Linked DNA regions of Ovis aries: region 2 is linked to region 1. Evidence: chromatin contacts called from public Hi-C data. All regions are on one chromosome and are shown on one strand. Each heading gives the region's core, a stretch centred on a gene start, on an enhancer-like site or on the middle of the called end of the contact. The rest is flanking DNA. Distances are from core to core; before and after follow the strand shown. Region 1 holds the start of LOC101115420 (carbonyl reductase [NADPH] 3). Region 2 overlaps DOP1B (DOP1 leucine zipper like protein B).

Region 1 (4,747 bases), core at 651-3,150:
TCAGTAACAGCAAGGTATCTGGAAAATCCCCAAGTAGTTGGAAGCTTAAAAAAATACTTCTAAATACCCTTGGTCAAAGAATATATCAAAAAGTAAAATTAGAAGTTACCTATTTTATTTATTTATTTATTTATTTTTGGCTGCACGGCACAGTTTATGGAATCTTAGTTCCCCAACCAGGGATTGAACCTGGGCCCTTGGTAGTGAAAGCACAGAGTCCTAACCACTGGACTGCCAGGGAATTCTAGAATTATTTTAAACTGGTTGAAAGTGAAAGCACAATGTATCAGTGTTTATGGGATGGCACTAACATAGTATTAAAAGGGAAATTAATAACCCTTAATGTCTATGTTAGAAAAGAAGAAAGATTTCAAATCCATGATCTCAGCTTCCATAGTTAAGACTCAAAAAACAAAACAAACAAAAAGGAGCACAACACAAACCAACTAGGAAAATGAGCCAATAAAACCCCAAATGAGAAGAGAAGAAATAAACGTTAGAAAAGAAATATAACCAGAAAAAATGGAGAAAAATACCAATGAAATCAAAAGCTTCTTCCTGAAGTAAACGAACAGTTCTAACCAGACAGATCAGAAAAAAAAAAAAAAGAAAGACAGAAATTGCCAATATCAGGAGTGAGAGAAGTGGCATTGCTATGGATATTACAAGGATTAATAAAGGCATATTATGAATGACTTCATGACAGAATCAATAACATAGATAAAATATACAAATGTTTTGGAAAACGTGAATTAAGCTTTCAAGAAGAAGTAGAAAACCTAAGTAGCCTTACATTTTGAAAAGAGAGATCCAAATAATCTTTAGGGGAAAAAAGAAAATAATTGCTGAGCCACAGCAGGTGCCCACCTTCCTGACCTCACTTGTTGATTTGATGAAGAAAGTGCTGTCAAGGTGACAGGCTTGGGTAGCTCAGCCAAGCTGTGCTTGAGAAAAGCTCAGTCATGAAATCACTGCTCTCCATAAATCTCAAAGTCACCAACTGAATGCACTCGGATCACACTAAAAAGAGTGGGTTGAAGAGTTCTAGTTGCTTGTCCACACTGTGACACACCTTTAGAGATTCATTTTCAGTTAAATTTTGTGGGCACAGAGATTTCACTGGGAGAAATTATATATACATATATATATATACAAATGTATATCCTAATTGTTGTTTAGCTGCTAAGCCTTTTTCGACTCTTTGAGAGTCCACGGGACAGTAGCCCGCCGGGCTCCTTTGTCCACGGGATTTCCCAGCAAGAATATTGGAGTGGGTTGCCATTTCCTTCTCCAGGGGAGACACTTAGCACCCACAGGAGTTATGCAAGATGAATAAAAACATTCCGGCAAGACGCTCGGCACACAGTGGGAGTTTGATAAACACTCTCGCCCACTTGTGGGCGCACTGGGATCCCACAGAGCTGGGTACCCGGCCCACACCTGGAAATCTGTTCTTGGGACCTTTTTTCTCTCATTCCCTCTTTTGAGTTTCTCTGAAGCAAGGAATGGGATCGAGGTCTTGAGAAGCAGGTACCGTGTCGAAATCATTTCACTGTATTCAAGAAAAAAGCAAGTATCCTCATTTTGCAGAGGATGACAGGCGCATGCCCAAGAAAATTGTCAACACTTGTTTTTCTCCGTTGGGGTTTCTCCTGCGCTAGTTTCTTCATTCAGATTGCGGTAAATCTTCAGACCCTTTCGACTCACCGCTGTCTGGTTTATGTTTTAGGGGAAGCCTCTCTCCACCCCCGTAGACCACTGCTTGGCTCAGTTGTGGCTCAGAGGCGGGATCAACAGTCGGCGCTTCGCGGGGAGGGGGCGGACCCGGGAATGGGGCGTTACAAAACATTCAGGAACAGACCGCCCCTCCTAGGAGGGGAGGGATCGAGGACCCGAGGCTCTTTCTCTACAAGTCACAGCGCTGGAGCCTAGAACCCAGTTCTTCCTGGCTTCTCAGACTGTGGACCGGCCTCCGCAGCGCGCGCCGCCGGTGGCCCACGGCCTGGATCGCTCTCCACCCAAGGGCCCCGCGCTCCCTGCACACCGGCCATGTCGTCCTACACCCGCGTGGCGCTGGTCACCGGGGCCAACAAGGGCATCGGGTTTGCCATCGCACGCGACCTGTGCCGGGAGTTCCCGGGGGACGTGGTGCTCACCGCGCGGGACGAGGCGCGGGGTCGTGCGGCAGTGCAGCAGCTGCAGGCGGAGGGCCTGAGCCCTCGTTTCCACCAGTTGGACATCGACGACCTGCAGAGCATCCGCGCCCTGCGCGACTTCCTGCGCAAGGAGTACGGGGGGCTCAACGTGCTGGTCAACAACGCGGGCATTGCCTTCAAGAGTAGGTGAAGGGGTGGGTGGGAGGTCTCCGGCTCTCCGAGGGCGCCCCGCGACGAAATGCACGCGCCCCTGCCCCCACCCGTCCACTGGAGTGATCGGAAATGGAGCGCCCGCCCCTCGGGATGCGCTCAGCTCTCGCCTCCCACGGCTGGTCCTCGCTTCCCACGGAGTCGCGGGAGCGGTTCGTTTCGCTCGAGAGCAGCCGCGGTGCCGGGCACAGCGTGCCCAGCGTGCCCCGCCTGCCCGCCGGCCTGTGCGGGCCTGTGCGCCACCCGGGACCCTCCCAGAACCGTCAGCTGCTGAGTTTTGCAAGAGTCGGTCTCCGGGGAGGGGACCACGCCCTGCTAAGCTCATCAGCTTTCTAATGCCAGAAACATTTGCTCTGCGAAGGGTCTCCAAGCTCTCTTTGGGCTTTCGCTTTCCCTCAAAGAGCGCATTCATAGACACCAGGAGGCATCTGCTCGGGACAGGAAGTGAGTCTCGGAGACACGGATTAGCGCGCATATATACACGCTAGTGGACTTGGGTCTCTTTAACGCAGGGCTTTGATAGGCTCTGGCAAAAAGGAAGCGAGTGTGGTTCCCACCCCCAGGGAAGCTCCGCTTGTTATCAAACATAGAAGGTTTGTTCTGGGTTTTTCTTTTTTAAGGGTGGTTTTAAGCAGCATCCTTCTTTGGAGAGGGGCAGGGAGATGGAAATGACTTGCTCCATGACTCGAATAAGAAAGTTATTGATCTGCCTTGTGCTGCGGGTAGAAAATAAAAGGCTGGCCTCACAACCTAATAGGAAAGAGAAATCTAAGAGGCCGAGCGGAGGAAAAGGAAGCATTGTGAAGCCTAAGTCTTCATCTCCCTCGGCTTTGGGCGTTGGGCCGCCCGGGGCACCCGTTGGGGCAACTCAGGCTGCCGGGCTTTCTGCGCGCTCAGGCGGGGAGTTGGCGGACACCCCCTCGGAGCGCACAGCTGAGGGATCGGTGGACAACACATGGGGGGTACACTGACCTCATCTGGCAATCCTCGCCCCTCAGCGTTTGGACCCTCGATCAGCAGTACCTGCGACTCTGGAAACTGCGGGAATCGCAGAATTGCCAGCCTCAGCCCCACACCTGCTGAGCTGTAATCTGCATTTTAGCAGAATCGCCAGGTGCTTCCTCCTATGCCCTTTCAAGATGGGTTTGGCCACTGCTGCTCCAAGTGTGGCTCACAAGCCCGTAGTTGGAGCGTCACCTGGAAACTGAATTAGAAATGCAAATTATGAAACCCCACCCCGGAACTCCTTAATCCCAAACTCTGGGGGCAGGTCCCAGAAAGCTGTGTTCTAACAGGCCCTGCGGATGCTTCAGATAGAGGCTGGACGTCTGAGAACCATCAGCCTCCTGCTTTTAATTTATGTAAACATCTTTGGCTGGGCTGGGTCTCCGTTGTTGTGCCGGCTTTTCTCTAGTTGTGGCGTGCAGGCTTCTCATTGCAGTGGCTTCTCTCGTCGCAGAGCAAGGGCTCTAGGGTGCTCTGGCTTCAGTAGTTGTGGCACCGGGTCTCAGTAGTCGCGGCTCCAGGGCCCTAGGGCACAGGCTCAATGGTTGTGGCCCTCGGGCTTAGCTGCTCTGCAGCACGTGGGATCTTCCCGGATCAGGGATGGAACACATGTCCCCTGCATTGGCAGGCAGATTCTTTACCACTGAGGCACCAGGGGAGCCCTTGAAATTGTTTTACAGTTACCTTGCTTTGCTTTTAATCAGAGATAAGATCCACTTTGTCTTGAGAATTTCAGGGGGGAAATGTGTGACTTTGTTTCCGTCTCTTTTTGAAAAGCTGATGATCCAACACCATTTGACATTCAAGCTGAGATGACGCTGAAGACAAACTTCTTTGCCACGAGAAACGTCTGCACCGAATTACTACCGATAGTCAAACCTCATGGTGAGTCCAGCTTTGCTGACCGTCAGGTTGTCTCCCTCAGCAAGGAGTGAGCCACAGGGACCTGTCCCCCAGGAGTCTTCCGGGCGGCTACTTCTCCGTAGGGGAAAAAAATAGAAAGCTGCGTTATCTTCTCACAGTACCTGGCTTCTCATCTGAACATTTCAGCTTTATTGAAGGACAGGTACTTTGCTGTTCAGTCGCCAAGTTGTGTCCGACTCTTCGAGACTCCATGGACTGCAGACTGCTAGGCTTCCGTGTCCCTCACCATCTCCCGGAGTTTGCCCAAGTTCATGCCCACTGAATCAGTGATGCCATCCAACCATCTCATCCCGCACCAAATTTATGGAAGAATTATTTCACTTTTCTCCCTAACTTGTGTGTTGGTAGGCATGAATTCCCTTAGCCGTGTATAGATACATGCATGTTTAGATACCCGATTCATTGAGGAGAAGGGGACGACAGAGGATAAGATGGTTGGATGGCATCACTGG
Region 2 (4,916 bases), core at 124-2,623, 42 kb after region 1:
AAGACACCGAATGAGGCTCAGGCTGTTCTGCACATGGTGTTTCAGCCCCAGCGGCCCATCCAAGTCCACGGAGTGGGGCGGGTGGGGTGGTTGGCAAGTGGACATGAGGGAGGGCCCAGGACCTGTCTTGCAGTCAGCAAAGAATCAAGTCTGGAAACCTGGAAAGCACTGGAAAGCATCATAGTAGCCCCTGAAGTTTATAAACTGGGGGGAGGGACAGGGAAAGGAGGTGTAGTGATGAGCGCAGTGGCTCTTATAGCCCGCACGTCGTAAATTCAGAGGAGAGGAAGCAAAGAGCCGTGTGTGAGCCCACATGTCGTAGCCTGCCTCTCCGTGAGGCAGCGAAGCGTTCATTGGGATGTTTCAAGAAGAGTTTTCTGGCCTAGTGTCGGACTCCTGAGTCCCATCAGCCGGGAGCCTGGGGTGGCCCCCAGTGCCGTGTGCACACGTGTGAGATCCTGACGCTCTCGGGGGCAGGAGTGGACTCAATGCCCTGGAGGCCTCAGCTCCCTTTGGAGTCTGGTCCGCGGGACCAGCGTGAGGGCAGGTGATGGCGCGTTTTCTGTTAATAACATGAGATGACGGGCGGCAGCCTGGGACAGGCTGGACGGCTGGTGAGGGCCTGAGAGCTCCGTCCTGGTGCTTCCATCAGAGCCTGGGTTCCCCGTTGCGTTGGCCCTGCCCTTGGCTTCCTGGTCTTTCCTGAGCCTGAGGCCCGCCTGGTCCTCCACGGCCGAGCCTGCTGCACAAGCTGATAGAAACGAGTTTCTGAGACTCGCCGAGTGGAGCCCAGGCCCAGGGCTTAATCTGGCGGTTCTTGGCACACACGGTTGGACCATGCCCCTCTCTGGGCACCGTAAAGTCTGTCCAGGCATGGAGATGCTCAGCCTTCAGTCCGTTCTTCCTGTGCCACCAACGTGCTATTTGTTCAGAAAGTACCGATGAACGCAAGCTCCAGCAATAAGGTAAACCAGATGCAAACGAAATAAACTTTAAGACAATTTTAAAAGAGAAAAAAAAAGTGTCCTGTTGGGTCTCTAACGGATGCAGGCGGCTGAGTGAACCTCCGCATCCCAGGCTCTGCCGGCAGCTTTATTGCTTGGACCATGCGGTGTGGATGAGAACTGACTCCGTAAGGGTGCAGCTCTGCAGGCTTGCTCTCAGCGTTGGTCAGAAAGCAGTACAGCAACACATGAGTCAAGGACCTTCGTCAGCAGGAGGCTTGTCCCGTATGGAGGAGTTTGACCCACGTCACTCCCCCGCTGCCCGTGAAAACCGAAGCTGGCCTCGCTGGCTACCTGGGATCCTGGCCCCCTGCCCCAGCTCTCGGAAGCCCTGGTGACATGCTAGTTTCCCCACCTGTCTCCTGCCCCCTCCCAAGCTGGTGCGGTGGCCAGGTCGCTGCCATCTGAGGGCAGGCTGGATGCTCTCCACCGAGGCCTGCTTTAACACGAGAAGTCCTGGCGGTTTGTCCGTACTCAGTGGCTGTCCTGTTTTCATTCCGTCTGGAGGGCACCATTGCTGTCCCCTGGCAAGTGTTTAGTGAGTGTTCAAGCTTGTGCCACCTAGCCAGTCTGACTCACCGTGCAGCTTCATTTTTGTGCCGTGAAACAAACATCCTTATAATGATGATGGACTTCCAGAAGGGAGACATGAAGGGCCTCACCATCTGCTTGACAAGAGCCGGGGTTTTAAATTGGCTTCCTCAGCATCCCTTTATAGACGAGCGTCAGGCTTTCTGAGGTCAGCACTAACACTGGGAGGGCAGGTCTGGGCTGTCTCCTTTGGGAACTTCTATTTATTTTTATTTTCAGATTAATTCATATTAGAGTATGGAGAAGGAAGTGGCAACCCACTCCAGTGTTCTTGCCTGGAGAGAGTCCCATGGACCGAGGAGCCTGGTGGGCTGCCGTCCATGGGGTCACAAAGAGTCGGACACGACTAAGTGACTAACACACAGGTATTAGAGGATAGTTGCTTTTCAACATTGTGTTGGTATCCACTGCAAAGTGAGTCAGTTACACACATACGTGGATCCACTCTTTTTTAGATTCTTTTCCCATATAGCTCATTACAGTATTGAGCAGAATTCCCCGTGCTATACAGTAGGTCCTTGTTAGTTACCTGTTTTATATATAGCAATGTGGACATGTTTTCGTCTAGAAATTTTTTAAGGAAACATTTAAAATTTTTATTTTAAAGGCTAGAGCATTTTAAAAATGTAATTTAACTCTCCCCTCACCCATGATATTAAATTACTCTAACATTTTTAAAAACTGTGATTAAAATGCACATAACATAAAATTTATCATCTTAACCATTTCCAAGTATATTGAGTTACTTTTCGAGTCCACAACTTGCCCTTTTGGAATTTTTAATCATGTTTCTTACATAGAGCTGTTTTAATCATGCTGGGAGTCCTGGAGAATATCAGAGTGTCAGACTGGATAATGTCAGAGTGAAACAAAAGAGAAATATAGACATTGCCTTGGGTGGAGTGAAGTGAGACACTTCCTGGTCTCTATTAATGGAGCTCAGATGTGGTTCAGACCTTTTCTTTACAACTTATGTTTTGTATTTTATTATTTTGTTCTAAGATCAGTCTGCTGAGCCTATGAATACAATGAGGTTAAAACTGTTGTAATTATATCTTAATTATAGCTCAAGGAATACTGTAAAATAATGCAGTGCTTGGGTGAAACAAATAAGGAAGTTTAATTTCCTGTCTAATCATATTTTTCCTTTTTGGTTAGCATGTTAAAAAGTAATTTTGAAAACATGGCCATGTTTTCCTTCTCAATTCATCTGTTTGCCTGAGATATTTATTCTACAGCTGTAGAAGAGCATTTCACTCTAAGCATACATTGTTTATTCAGTGTTCTTGTGTGTGTATGTGTGTGTGTATTAAGCTTATTGGCCAGTCACTTTGGGTTTCTGTTTTCCTAAAGAACACAACCCAAACAATGAAGCTTCCCTGGAAATATTCCCTGAGCTTAGCTCACTGGAAAAGTGTCTTGCCAAAGTGAAATGCCTGGATGGAGGCTGGAAAGAGGAAGGCAGAGTCAGGGTGGGCCTCCCTGACCTGAACCGGGTTCAGTCTTGGCAGCTCTTAAACAGCTCGAGGGGCAGGAGGAAGGAATCTGGTGTTTTCAAGCTCTAGCAGGTGGGACTCGGTTCTGGGGTGAGGGGGAGCTATTTTGCTAATTAAAGGGTAAGAAACTCTCACTCTCGAGAGGCTGGACTAAGTTCCTGGGTCCCTTCAGGACTGTTAAAAAAGAGGCCCTTTGCTCTCTGGTCAGGAAAGAGTGTTCAGTTTAATCCAAGGCGTGGACGTCACTCAGGAGTTCATGGTCCTTGCAGCTCAAGACCGGTCTGGCGAGAGCAGCTGGGTGAACACAGCGTTCATTTCTTTCGTGGTTTTTGGTGGTGAAATACACATAGGGTAGAATTCACCATTTAGCTCTTGCTGAGCGTGCAGTCCAGTGACAGGCTGTGCCCTTCGCTGCTGTGCAGCCGTCACCACCACTCATCCCAGAGCCTTGCCTCGTCCTGACTGGAAGCGCCCTGTCCATTAAACCCACCTCCACTCCCCCGTCTCCCCAGCCCCTGCTCACCACCAGTTGCTTTCTGTGTCTATCACTTGACTACGCTAGAAACCTCATGTAAGCGGGATCATGTAGTACTTTGTCTTTTTGTGTCTGGCTTATTTCATGCCGTGCCTTCAGGGTTAATCCGTGCTGTAGCACATGCAGGATTTCCTTCTTTTTTAAGGCTGAATAATATTCCATTGTGCATACAAACCACCTTTGTTCATCCATTCGTCCATTGATGGGCTCTTGGGTGGTTTCCACCTTTGGGCTGTTGTGAATTGTAATGCAGTGAACGTGGTGTGCACATAACTATCTGAGTCCCTGCTTTCAGTTCTTCTGGGTGTGTGCCCAAAAATGGAGTTGCTGGATCAAATGGAATTAATAATTTGGTAAATAAATCAAGTGTTTAATACTGTGAGGAGCACAGCAGCTGACCCATCGTATATTCCCAGAAGCAGTGCCCAGCACTCAGTTTTGAAACCTCCTAGGACAGAGTTGCTCCGAGGACAAGGTCTCCTTCTTGAAAAGCAGCAGAAGCTGAGGGCATCAGGAGCCCACCAGGTTCCTTCGAGAGCAGCTGCAGTAGAATGCCTCCCCCTGCCCCAACTTCCCACTGAGAAGTATCTTAGTGGGCTGGCCATGCTGGCCAGACGCTTAGCTCATGCCCCACGGTGACAGCGCTGGTGCCGGAGTTAACAGCCCACAATCAGAGATGCACCTGGATCGAGGGTGTCTGGGTGAAGACAGCACAGTGAATGAGCACTCAGTGCTTGGAATACGTAATAGCCAGAGTGAGGGATACATCTTTAGATAACTCCTGTCCTAAGTTTGCCTTAAAAACGTGGAGCCGATTCTCTCCACGCATTAGTTCTCAGTGAGACAGCAGGACAGTCTCATGAAAGTAGACTATATATATGTATTTTTTAATATATTAGGTATGTATGTATTTGGCTGTACCAGGTCTTAGTGGTGTCACGTGGGATCTTCTGTCTTCATTGCAGCATCCAGGATTTTTAGTTGCAACATCTGGGATCGAGCTCCCTATCCAAGGATTGAACCTAGGCCCCCTGCATTGGGAATGCAGAGTCTTAGCCACTGGTGTGTGTGTGTGTGTTTAGTCATGTCCGACTCTGTGACTCCATGGACCATAGCCCGCCAGGCTCCTCTGTCCATGGAATTCTCCAGGCAAGAATACTGGAGTGGATAGCCATTCCCGTCTCTAGGGGATCTTCCCTACCCAGGGGTTGAACCTGGGTTTCCTGCTTTGCAGGCAGACTCTTTACCACTGAGCCACCTGGGAAGATGATTTTTCCAGTAGTCATGTAC

Evidence for each region. Hi-C and Micro-C count contacts between places; a contact is called where the count stands out from the background.
Region 2: a contact with region 1 is called in a Hi-C map of muscle, with 2.5 times the contacts expected there. The contact joins the enhancer-like site here to the promoter of LOC101115420 in region 1. A contact is called at or near these places in 9 of 16 Hi-C or Micro-C datasets (blood, liver, mixed tissues and 3 more).

The regions. Positions count from the first base shown.
Region 1 is chr1:269,056,832-269,061,578 of ARS-UI_Ramb_v3.0, forward strand. LOC101115420 (carbonyl reductase [NADPH] 3) reads left to right here and starts at 1,901. Exons shown (of 3, transcript XM_004003400.5): 1 at 1,901-2,338; 2 at 4,149-4,256. The coding sequence starts at 2,050.
Region 2 is chr1:269,098,953-269,103,868 of ARS-UI_Ramb_v3.0, forward strand. All of the region lies in intron 2 of DOP1B (DOP1 leucine zipper like protein B), which reads left to right. Among named protein-coding and RNA genes, the nearest start is that of DOP1B, 25 kb to the left of the region's middle. Within about 2 kb of position 1,374, at least 5 of the 54 cell types and tissues checked have an H3K27ac peak or open chromatin away from gene starts, as enhancers often do. A contact at or near this core is called in muscle, where this site is marked.